Linked DNA regions of Mus musculus: region 1 is linked to region 2. The links are chromatin contacts, called in public Hi-C maps. All regions are on one chromosome and are shown on one strand. Each heading gives the region's core, a stretch centred on a gene start, on an enhancer-like site or on the middle of the called end of the contact. The rest is flanking DNA. Distances are from core to core; before and after follow the strand shown. Region 1 has its middle 54 kb from the start of Kalrn. Region 2 overlaps Kalrn (kalirin, RhoGEF kinase).

Region 1 (5,063 bases), core at 205-2,704, 380 kb before region 2:
TATCCTATAGCATAGATTGTATCTATAGCATGGTGTACTGTCCTATGGTATAATATAGATTGATACATTCCTGATTATCTTCCTAAGAATTCTATTTCAAGCCTGACAAACTATGTTACAGAGTTTTTCTTTTTTCTTTTTTTATTTTGTTACAGACTTTAAATTTTAATGAAATCTTAACCTTTTACTGGGAATGGTTGCAAGGCTGAAAAAGAGGTAGGTTATTGCAGGACTGGGACAGAAATGATTGAACAACAAGGACTTTCTAACACCTACTGGCAATCTTGTGCTGTCCAGGGTGCTGTGGAACACACAGAAGAAATGGTCACAGTAGTTTCTGTCCTCAAGAACTTACAGATGGCTAATTAACTGATGGCTAAAGGTTAACTTCGAGTTAAGAGCTGTCAGAACCAGAGAAGGCAGTGCCTAGGCTGGTCTTTGAAGTGGGCGGGGCAGGGAGATTGGGCAAAGATTAAAAGGATGGGTTTTTGAGGAAAATGGGCTGACTGAGGGGGAAGGGGTAACTTAGTAAGGGTGAGGGACAGGGTTGGCTAAGAATAAATAATAGGAACAAATAAGAGAGTCCTGAAACCTTCTGAAGAGGAGTTTGGACATGATTCAAGGGAAAACGGGAGTCATTGCTGGTGTTTGAGCAAAGACATCATAAGTAGTGTTTGGAAAGATTAGTCCAGTGGAGATATTATTAATGGCGTGGAAAAAAAAACCAATAAAGGTAAGATCAAGGGAGATGCTGAGGTCATCCAAGAATGAGGTGGAGGCTGGGGGGCTTGCCCTGTATAGATGGCAGAAAGGATGGAGGGTCAGGGCTAACTCTGAGAGACATCGTGACAGGTAGAAATGCTGGGTTTTCCTGACATAAGTGATGTGGTGAGAAATAGCTGGGTTGAGAGCTCAAGGATGGGCTATCCCTGATGACTGATGTTCTCAGCTCAGAGCATGTTTGCATTTGAAGAATTGGATGTGGACATCTAAGTCATTTTGGAGCCAGACATGTGGATTCAAGCACGGATGGCTAGGAGTGGTCCTGATGATTTGGAAGCATGGTGTAGTTGATGCTTCCAGAAGGAGAGAGTTGGGGGAAGAAGGGCTAGGAGGTCTTATTTTGGGGATGGCAGAAAGGATTCTGGATCCTGGAGACCACAGGAAGGCTGTGTGAGCTCTGATGTGATGATGGGGCAGACAGGCTGAGCAGGAGGAATAGAAAAACCAAACCCTTGGAGCTGATTCTGGGAGCACAGGATCAGAAGGGGCACTCAGGGTCAGCAACTGGGATGGCAAACAGGACATAGGCACTTGTAGTTTATCAGCAAGAGACAGGGTGGAGCACTGCTGTCAGAAAAGGAGCTTTGAGGTTTTGTCCTAGGTAGTTTGGGGGTGAGAGAGAGAGAGCACGAGCGTGAGCTAGCTGTGGAGACAGAAGTGGCTGCGTGGGATCCCAGAGACGAGACAGAAGAGTAGGCTCCATAACACAACTCATAGCTTAGCTCTGGTGAGCAAAAGAGAGAAACTCCTTCTTAGGAAAAAGGCAAAGGAAAAAGGAGTTGCTGGGAGCTCTGTCCAACTCTCTGTTGAGCTTTGATTCCGCATCCAGACGGTTTCAATGGGAAAGATGCTGTTAGCTGGGCTTTGGCCAAGCTCAGCTCAGTTCAGCTGAGCTTTCTCTGTGTATTTCCAGCCCCACAAACCACAGCATCCTCTTCACTGTCTCCATTCTCTACATGGCATGTTCTCTTTCCCAGTCGCGATGTTTAAGGCCTTGGCATTAATTCTAGGGATCTCCCTCCTCTCTATCAAACCTTGCTGCACAGTTCTGCATAGTGAACCTGTTGCTTATCCTCAGGGTGACTGCCCGAGGGCAGAACCCACCCGCCTTGGACTCCTTTTACAGCCCCCTTTCTCATCCCAAAGTCTGTCTCACCTCTGCCGTGTACCTGAGGCTCATAACACTCCCTAACACACTTTTTCACTTGTGACTGCCTGGTTTATGAACCTGCAGTAACTCCCTGGTGTCTATGTGTCAAGTCCATGCTTAGCTACTCAGTTGTAGTCAGTGTCCCTCCCCATTGTCTGAGGCATTTTTATTATTACTGATTCATTCCTATCCTACTCCATAGCCTCCAAATCCGACACGTTCTTCAAGATTAGTGTTCTGTCTTTTTTGAAAGCGTTTACAGTTTATGACTACCTCTGTAAAACCTCAGTGTCTATATTCTCACTGAGTTAGTGGCACCGTATTATTGTTTAGCCTTTTCCAGTGTATAGGACCTATTTCCCCATTAAAATTATGTATGTATATATATATTTGGAGTTAAGTACAAAGCCTTTAAAATATCTTACTCTTCATCAAAACTTCTATCTCCCTTAGAGATATAAGAGACATGGCCAAATGTAAGCCGTTGTTGAATCTAGGTTATGGTATGTCTTACTCACTGTGTTGTTCCTCAAACTTAGGTAATAACTCCATCCTGCTTGTATAGGAAGACAAATCATTGTCAGTCCAGATCATAGAAAAGGAAGACTTTGAAATAACCACACACTTTGTGTGTGATTCTTTGAGTAAATATCAGTAGGTATTTGGGAAGAGAGGAATCCTCTTGCCTCTTTTTGCAGAAAAGGAAAACATCTCTGTCTTCCTTAGGGTTTCATTGCTGTGAAGAGACACCATGACCAAGGCAACTCTTATAAAGGACAACATTTAGTTGGGGGGTTGCTTACAGGTTCAGAGGTTCGGTCCATGATATCAAGGGGGGAGCAGGGCAGCATCCAGGCAGACATGGTGCTGGGGGAACTGAGAGTTCTACATCCTGTTCCAAAGGCAAACAGTAGAAGACTGGCTTCAGGTAGCCAGAAGGAGGGTCTTAAAGCCCCACCCCCACCCCAACAATGACACACTTTCTCCAAAAAGGCCACACTTCTTAATAGTGCCCCTGCTTGGCCAAGCATATTCAAAACACCACAATCTCCTTTGATATACTCTTGAAGCATCACAAGGTAAACCCTATGCCCAGCATCTTAGTTAGGGGTTCTACTCCAGTGGTAAAACACCATGAGCAGGAGCAGCTTGGGGAAGAAAGGGCTTATTTCAGCTTACAGTCCTGATCACAGTCCATTACTAAGGGAATGTCAGGATGAGAATGTAGGGCAGGAACTTGGCAGAACTCACGCTGAGGCCATGGAGGGATGCTGTTTACTGACTTGCTCCCCCTGGCTTGCTCAGCTCATTTGCTTGTACACTCCAGGGACCACCTTCTCAGAAGTGGCACTGTCCACAATGGGCTGGGTTCTCTCATCTCAGTTGTCAGCCAAGAAAATTCCCAGACAGCTTTGCCTACAGTCCAGTCCTTTGGAGTCCTTTTTCTCAATTCAGATGTCTTCTTCCCAGATGACCTGACCTTGTATCAGATTGACATAAGCCTATCCAGCATACTCAGCTCAATGCTTATTGTATTTTTCAAATTCTCTTCTGTCTCCTTCAGTCATCAACTGGACATTTAGTCATTTGCTTGCTCAGGGACATCTGGAGGAGTGTGGAGAGGGAGAATGGTGTATTGTAGGTAGGTGATTTCTGTGCTAATCTATTTCAGAATATATTGCTAGCATTCGGTGCTATCTGTAAGGTTGTGGAGGCTGGACTTCGTCCTTGTATCATGGGCTGCCAATACAACAGTTATTGGCAGTTCTGTCCAACTATATTTGAATGTCCTTCAAGGCAAGAGAGGGGTATTGGGATGAGCTAGAGCTACAGAAAGAAGTGAGGTAACAAGTATGAAAACTTGCTGCTTGTGAACCTCAGACCCAGAGTGAGTGAACTAGGGGATCTACTTTCTAGAGTTCTCCTGGTTGCATTTGGCCTTGTCTCTGGAGGTAGGCAGCCTAGGATAGCACAGTGGTTCTCAGCCAGGAGCAATCAATACTGCTTCACACTCCAGGGAGCATCTGGCAATGTCTGGAGACCTTTTTTTTTTTTTTTTTTTTTTTTGATTGTCATAACTCATGAAACAGTTTGCTGTAGGCTTCTAGTTTGTAGTCAGATCTTACATTCTGCTAGATATCCTACAGCGCACGGACAGCAAAGAACCACCCAAACAAAACCTGTCTTCAGTAGTACTGATGGGGGCAGATAACCCTAGATTAGCCAGGATGCTTTTGCCTTTGATCAGATAAACGAAGCACTGACTGGGGGTTTGCTCTTGGGTAAATCACTTACTGTCACTCACCTTCAGGAGTTTTGCAAACTAGGGCTAATCATGCTTGTTCTACAGATGGAGGAGCTTAAGTAGAAGAATTGTATAAAGCGTCTGGTGATGTCTGGGGACAGTGGCCACTCAGGAGACCCTCGTAACTAGGGCCTAGTTGTTAGTGTGGCCTTGTGCCTGCTGTTGCAGTTATGCAGTGGGCACCTCGGGATGGCTGCTGGGCAGAGTTTCACGTGCACGAGGAGAGTACCCGAGCAGCAGCTGAGGGGAGCAAGGAGCCTGGCCTGCCTGTGGGTTCAGAAGACTGACTTTGGGTCTCTTTCCTTCAGTCACTTGTTTAACAAATACATATTGAATGTCTACTGCAGCCACACTCCGTGGAAGTATATAAAACCATCAAAGGAAGGACCATGGAGCAGGAGGGAAATGGATATAAATATAAATATACTCCCGCTGGGAGCACTTGGACTTAATGGGCTGAAAGGGGAGAGAAAGTCTGCGAAGGAAGGTCATGCAAGGGAGCAGGAAGGTGATCCTCCTTTTTGCTCCCTGCTTATCTGAATGACTTTCCCGTGTGACTTGGACATCTACATAGGATGGGGATAATAATCTCTTCAACCACTGTTCCCTTATAGGGTTGTTGAGTGATTCAAATAAGACACAGTGAAAGGGCTTTATACGTTGTGCAATGGATACCCAAATATCTGCAGATAGTTACTCCAAATGGAGCATTCTGTTTCTCTAAGTGCCTCTCTAACAAGCGGTACCTTATTTCATCTGACCTCCACAGGACCGTTCAGTCTGTGAGGAGAGGTGATCCTAATCTTTCTTTCCCAAGGGGATGGG
Region 2 (5,528 bases), core at 2,134-4,633:
TCTAGTGAAGGCATTTGGAATATGAGCAGACCTCCCTCTGAGCACTTATTTTTTTACTCTGTATTTGCCTTGAAGGAGCGTGGATGGCCTTTGTTCTTTTCCAAGAAAAAGAACATGATTTTTGATGGTTTCAAGTGAGGGTAATCAATAAGTATGTCCTACACAACTTCAAAACGTGTTTCCATTCTTTCTCCTTCCCAGCACGGCCTGGTATTAAATTGAACTTCTGTTCACAGGCTTTTTCTACACTCCAATAAGAGAAAAAGCATTCCAGCATTTTAACAGACTGTGGTCTGAGGGAACACATGGCACTTTCCATAAGGGATTCAGTTGCTGTACAACCCATGCTGGGCGTTTTAGGCATTGTAAGGAAGGGGAATGTAACTAGCTGTGTGTCAACTTAGCACAAGCTAGAGTCATTTGGGAAGAGGGAACCTCAATTGAAAAAATGCTCCCAGCAGATTGGTCTGTGGACAAGCCCGTGGGTGTCTTCTTGACTGATGATTGATGTGAGAGGGCTAACCTCGATGTGGCCGGTGCCACACCTGAGCTGATGGTCCTGGGTGCTGTAAGAAAGTAGGCTAAGCCAGCCATGAGGAGCAAGCTAGTAAACTGCTTTTCTTCATGGCTTCTGGGTCAGTTCCTGCCTCCAGCCTCCTGCCGTGAGTTCCTGCCCTGACTTCCATGGATGATGGACCACAAGCTGTAAGATGAGACAAACCCTTTTCCCCCATGTCATGGCCTTTAATCACAAGAGTAGAAAGCCCAACTAAGACAGGGAGGAACCAATCTTTTGGTGTCTGTTCTTTTTCAGGCAGACAAATTTCAGATGTATGTCACCTACTGTAAAAACAAGCCTGATTCCAACCAGCTGATCCTGGAGCATGCGGGCACCTTCTTTGATGTAAGCTATGGTCTTCCATTGTCAACAGTCCAGGGACAGGGAGGGAGGGGAGGGGAGGGAGGGGAGGGACGCTCCTCTTCTTTACGATGAGTGTCTGCCCTTTCTTCCTTGTTCTTCTTTCCTGGTCACACTAAACCTTTATCTCATGGATAAAATATTTTGAAAAACTAAAAGAAAAGAGAATTTGTCTTCAGTTTTGCCCCATCCCATCTCAAGCATAATTTGGATGAGGCGACTTTTAGTCTATGTTTCAATACCAAACCTAGCTAGACGTAAACCTTGGGCTTACAGGTGTAATGATGTTGCCGGGGAGTTTTATTTTCTCAATCATAGCAGTCCAAAGGTGGTGTGGTCCCTGAGCCAGGCCTGAGCTTCTTTCTGAAGTGCAAATTCCCCACTCCAGATTGACTGACAGACTCTTTTCTGGACACAGCCTGGCAGCCTGAGTTGTAAGGAGTCCACTGGTGTCTTTGATACCCAGCCCAATCTGCCATCCACTTCATTGATGATGTTCATTTGCACTGTGGCTTCACACTGGAATTTACCAGCCATCTTTGATAAATCCTGAGTCCTGGGTCCTCTGAGATGCGATGAGTTGGCCCAATGCTATGATATGTGGCTAGTACTGAGGGGGGCAGATGTTGTACAGCCAGAGCTGAGCACCGTTGTCGTGAACATCAAGAGATGGGAAGGCTGGGATCCTCTGCTGTCTCAGGACCTTGGGTGCTGAATGAGAACAGTCATGGGTGGGAGGTCAATGGGACAGATCCATTTAGTGTTGGTATGGCCTATTGGTCAGAAAGCAAACAGATCAAAAGGCACTGAAGGGCACAAGGGATGTGTGAGACAGAAAGTTAAAAATAAGGAAAAATGAAAGTCAGAGAGCAACAGACTAACACTGATGGCCTCTGCTAGTCCTGTCAGAAGTGGCAGAAGCCCCTTTAGCAATGTGTGACAGCCTCGCTGAATTCATTGCTCCTGGGGCATCGTCTATTGCATGTAAGGCAGCAGGCTAAGCCCCTAGGAGAAAACAAAGGCGTTGAAACCGGGGTCTTGCACTCCACATTACAAAATAAACCTCCGGAGCATCATTCTAGGCAGACACCACCAGAGCAGACTGATTCCATGGGGATCTTGTTGCTCAATGAAGGGGTAGTTTGAGTGGGAGAAGCTAGGTAAGAAGCAAACATATATGGCTTTTTAAAATAGAATTCATTTGTAAACGGCCTCAGGTGTCTGAAATTGGAATTGCTGGGGTAAAATAAAAGTCTAAGAAAGGAACTTCTCTCAGCTGATACCAGGATTTGCTGGATATTATGTTGGATTCTCTGTACTAATGCTTCCCTTGATTGACGGTGCATTTCCTTAAGATGTCTCTGGTTGGTTAGTCATCAGAGTTACCCAGAAGGGTCTTTTTGAAGTTGTAAATGGATTGCGCCCTTCCTTCTTTCACTCAGCATCTTAATAACACAATTTCTGTGCCCTCAACATGCTTTCGATGCCTCTGTGTTTATGCTTGTCCAGCATTTCCTTTGCCTAAGATTGTCCACACAGAGACACCTATCCACACATAAACACCTGAATATATATATACATACATGTCATTCCTGTTCTTCACAAAGTCAAACGCTGCCTCCTGCACAAACCCCACACCGTGGGCATGCCCTGAGCTTTGTGTCTCTGTCATAGAATGTGTGGCAATTCACCAATAAACATACCTTCCTGCACACACATGTTCCATCCAAGAACCTTGAAACCTGGTAATGTACTCTTGATTCCTGTTTGTACAGGTCTCCGTGCCTAGTACTGTATTATATTTCCAATAGTCCTATGTTCTCTGTGTCCCTCTTTCTTTCTTTCTTTCTTTCTTTCTTTCTTTCTTTCTTTCTTTCTTTCTTTCTCTCTCTCTCTCTCTCTCTCTCTCTCTCTCTCTCTCTCTCTTTTGTTTCTTTTTTGGGGGGGGGTTGTTTGTTTGTTTTTGGATTTTGGTTTTTCGAGGCAGGGTTTTTCTGTGTAGCCCTGGCTGTCCTGGAACTCACTCTTTAGATCAGGTTGGCCTCGAACTCAGAAATCCACCTGCCTCTGCCTCCCAAGTGCTGGGATTAAAGGCATGCACCATCACTGCCAGGCCCCCTATTTCTAATCAGTTTCTGGTAAAGGAGATGGAGGAATAATAGATCATCCTAACTTAACCTATCACCTTCATGAGCTCCGAGTCTTAAAAGCAAATAGCTCATATTCCACTCACCCGCAGCCATGACACTGAGATTGTAGTGAGTATCTTCTGAGTGCTGAGCTGGAATATCCAGGATAAGCCAAGAAATGTGCCAGTTTTTAGACCTTCCTGGTGAGTTCAGTCCTACACAGGTGACACAAGCCTTGTCACCTGGCAGTTGTCAGCTTGTCAGTCTAGAGCAGTTGCCCCAGATGATCTGTTAGCATCACCCAGGAAGCATTCCCAAGCCATGCAGACTCTGATTCAAACCCCAGAGGGCAGTGTACAGCCAGGTGTGCCCACAGCCACGCAAAGTCTGTCGCTCTCTCCAGCAGTGCAGCTCTTGTAGGGAAGCTTGGGAAAGGGATGTGCTGTGTCCACTTGGTCACTTCAAGGCGTTGGCATCTTACAGTCAAGATAGCAGATTGACCCAGCATTTCCTAAATGTGTTAAATGGTTATGGAATATGTCACCTGCAAGAAACAGGACACTATGTGTTTTCCTTTCTAATGCTGAACTGTGCTATTCAGTGTTCTTGATCCACCGGTCAGTTTGGGATACTCTAAAAATCTACCCTTCCTAGGAGAAACATAACTATCACCAATGTCTTCTGCTGGAAGTCTCTCAATTTTTAAATATCTTTTTTATTTTACTACTCTCTCAATTACCATACGTTGGATATAAAATACTATACTACAGCTTAAGAGTAAAGTCATCTGTGATCCTAGAATGGACCTCTGATCTTCACATACACATATGTGCATGTACACACAAGTGAACATGTACATACACACATATACTCCCCAGAAAAAATAATTATACGCATTTTAGTTATTAACAGACCCCTCCCCCCACCCCACAAAAGCACTAGTAATCACTAGCCCATTTTCCATATCTATAGCTTCATATAAATGGGATATATATATATATATATATCTTTTTGCCACAGGCTCCATTGATCAGCTGATAGGTATTTGGGTCATCCCTGCACAGACATGACTTTTCATTTTTCTTGGTTTCATCTTGGGGATGGCATTGCTCAATCATATGATGCCTTTTTATCTCTGTGCCCGGGCTCTTGTTAGAACCTCCTAGTTTGTCTGTTTCCAGTCTCTTTCTGCTCTGCTGCGGTCAGGCACTGTTAGCTCCTCTGAAGTGGTCAGTGCGTATCTGCTCTCTTTCAGATCTACACTATTCTGCACTGAAAACCTTGCCTTCAAACCCCTTTTGTTTCCCCCAACCCTGCTCCATCAGTAGCCGACCCAGCTCTGCTTCTCCGCTCCTGCTTTGGTTCCTTTCCGACTCCTGAACCTACTTTCTTTTACTCCCTTCCTCTGTGCTGAGGCATAGTCCTCATCTCCTAACAGTGATAATTGTGTTGGTCCAGGCTTTATCTCGCTAACCTCCCTTCCCAATGCTATCTTTTTATTGGCTGTGACAGACTCTGTGTCCTTTGCAGTTCTCTAGCCTCTATGTGTTACACAGTCTCAGCTCTTGGGTACAGGACTAATCTATGCCCTTTCCTGTCCTCTCTACACCAAGACTCGGAAGGTGCTCAGTTTGAGGTTGGGCACAAGGGTGATTAATAGGTGAGACCAGAGGCACCAACATCACCTAAAAGCCATCCTGTTGACTGGGGTGTGATCTGTGGGGATGCTCACCATGTATAACAGTGGGGGTATTGCTAAGAATGACTCTGGTTTCCAACTCAGAAGCCCTGAGGGACTCGAGAGGTGACTGTAGTGAGAAATGTGGAAGAGACAGAATAGTGATCTAGGCTGGGTTGTGCCAAATCCCAGCTGGGCGTGCTAGGAAGAGCCTTGTTTATGGGAGGGTGATGACAGACAAGACTCCTTCTGAGTCTCCCCGCTCTCCCTGGCCCCTGTACTGCCTGTTTCCCAACCTCTTGACTTAGTTCCTACTCTCCCACCTCTCTCCCCTCTCACCCTGCTCCTTCTCACCTCTGCTCCCCATCAGTCTGTTACTGACTCTCTCGCCTTTATCCTGTGATCTCCCCAGTGCTGTCCAGTTTCTTCATCTGTCTCATGAACCCACTTCTTTCCTAAAACCTTCTCCCTTTTTGCGGCCAGTTCTCAACTTCTCTCAGAGTCTGCATGTCTGTCTCTCTTGGTCTCTCTCGTTTCTCCTCCTCCTCCTCCTCCTCCTCCTCCTCCTCCTCCTTCTTCTTCTCTCTCCCCCTCCCCCTCTCTCTTTCTGTCTCCCCCCACCCCTCTCCTTCCCCCCCTCTTCTGCCCCTCTTCTCCCCCTGCCTCTCTCTTTCCACCTCCTACTAAAGAACATTTTCTTATGAATGTCTACCTTTGTCTATTTTTTCTTTCTCCTTATCTTCTCTTCCTCCTTTTAGAGCACATGTGCACACACACACACACACACACACACACACACACA

Evidence for each region. Hi-C and Micro-C count contacts between places; a contact is called where the count stands out from the background.
Region 1: a contact with region 2 is called in a Hi-C map of cerebral cortex, with 5 times the contacts expected there. The contact joins two enhancer-like sites. A contact is called at or near these places in 6 of 39 promoter capture datasets (the 3T3-L1 cell line, embryonic stem cells, liver and 2 more), 1 of 15 datasets of contacts at CTCF or cohesin (the NIH/3T3 cell line), 3 of 484 Hi-C or Micro-C datasets (cerebral cortex, cortical neurons and embryonic stem cells), 12 of 115 datasets of contacts at active chromatin or transcription factors (craniofacial prominence, embryonic basal ganglia, embryonic forebrain and 5 more) and 2 of 9 other capture datasets (adipose tissue and embryonic stem cells).

The regions. Positions count from the first base shown.
Region 1 is chr16:34,565,447-34,570,509 of GRCm38.p6, reverse strand. It overlaps a transcript of Kalrn not described here. Among named protein-coding and RNA genes, the nearest start is that of Kalrn, 54 kb to the right of the region's middle. Within about 2 kb of position 1,454, at least 4 of the 459 cell types and tissues checked have an H3K27ac peak or open chromatin away from gene starts, as enhancers often do. A contact at or near this core is called in cerebral cortex, where this site is marked.
Region 2 is chr16:34,182,791-34,188,318 of GRCm38.p6, reverse strand. It overlaps Kalrn (kalirin, RhoGEF kinase), which reads left to right. Exons shown (of 60, transcript NM_177357.3): 27 at 815-904. Among named protein-coding and RNA genes, the nearest start is that of Gm41448, 65 kb to the right of the region's middle. Within about 2 kb of position 3,383, at least 2 of the 459 cell types and tissues checked have an H3K27ac peak or open chromatin away from gene starts, as enhancers often do. A contact at or near this core is called in cerebral cortex, where this site is marked.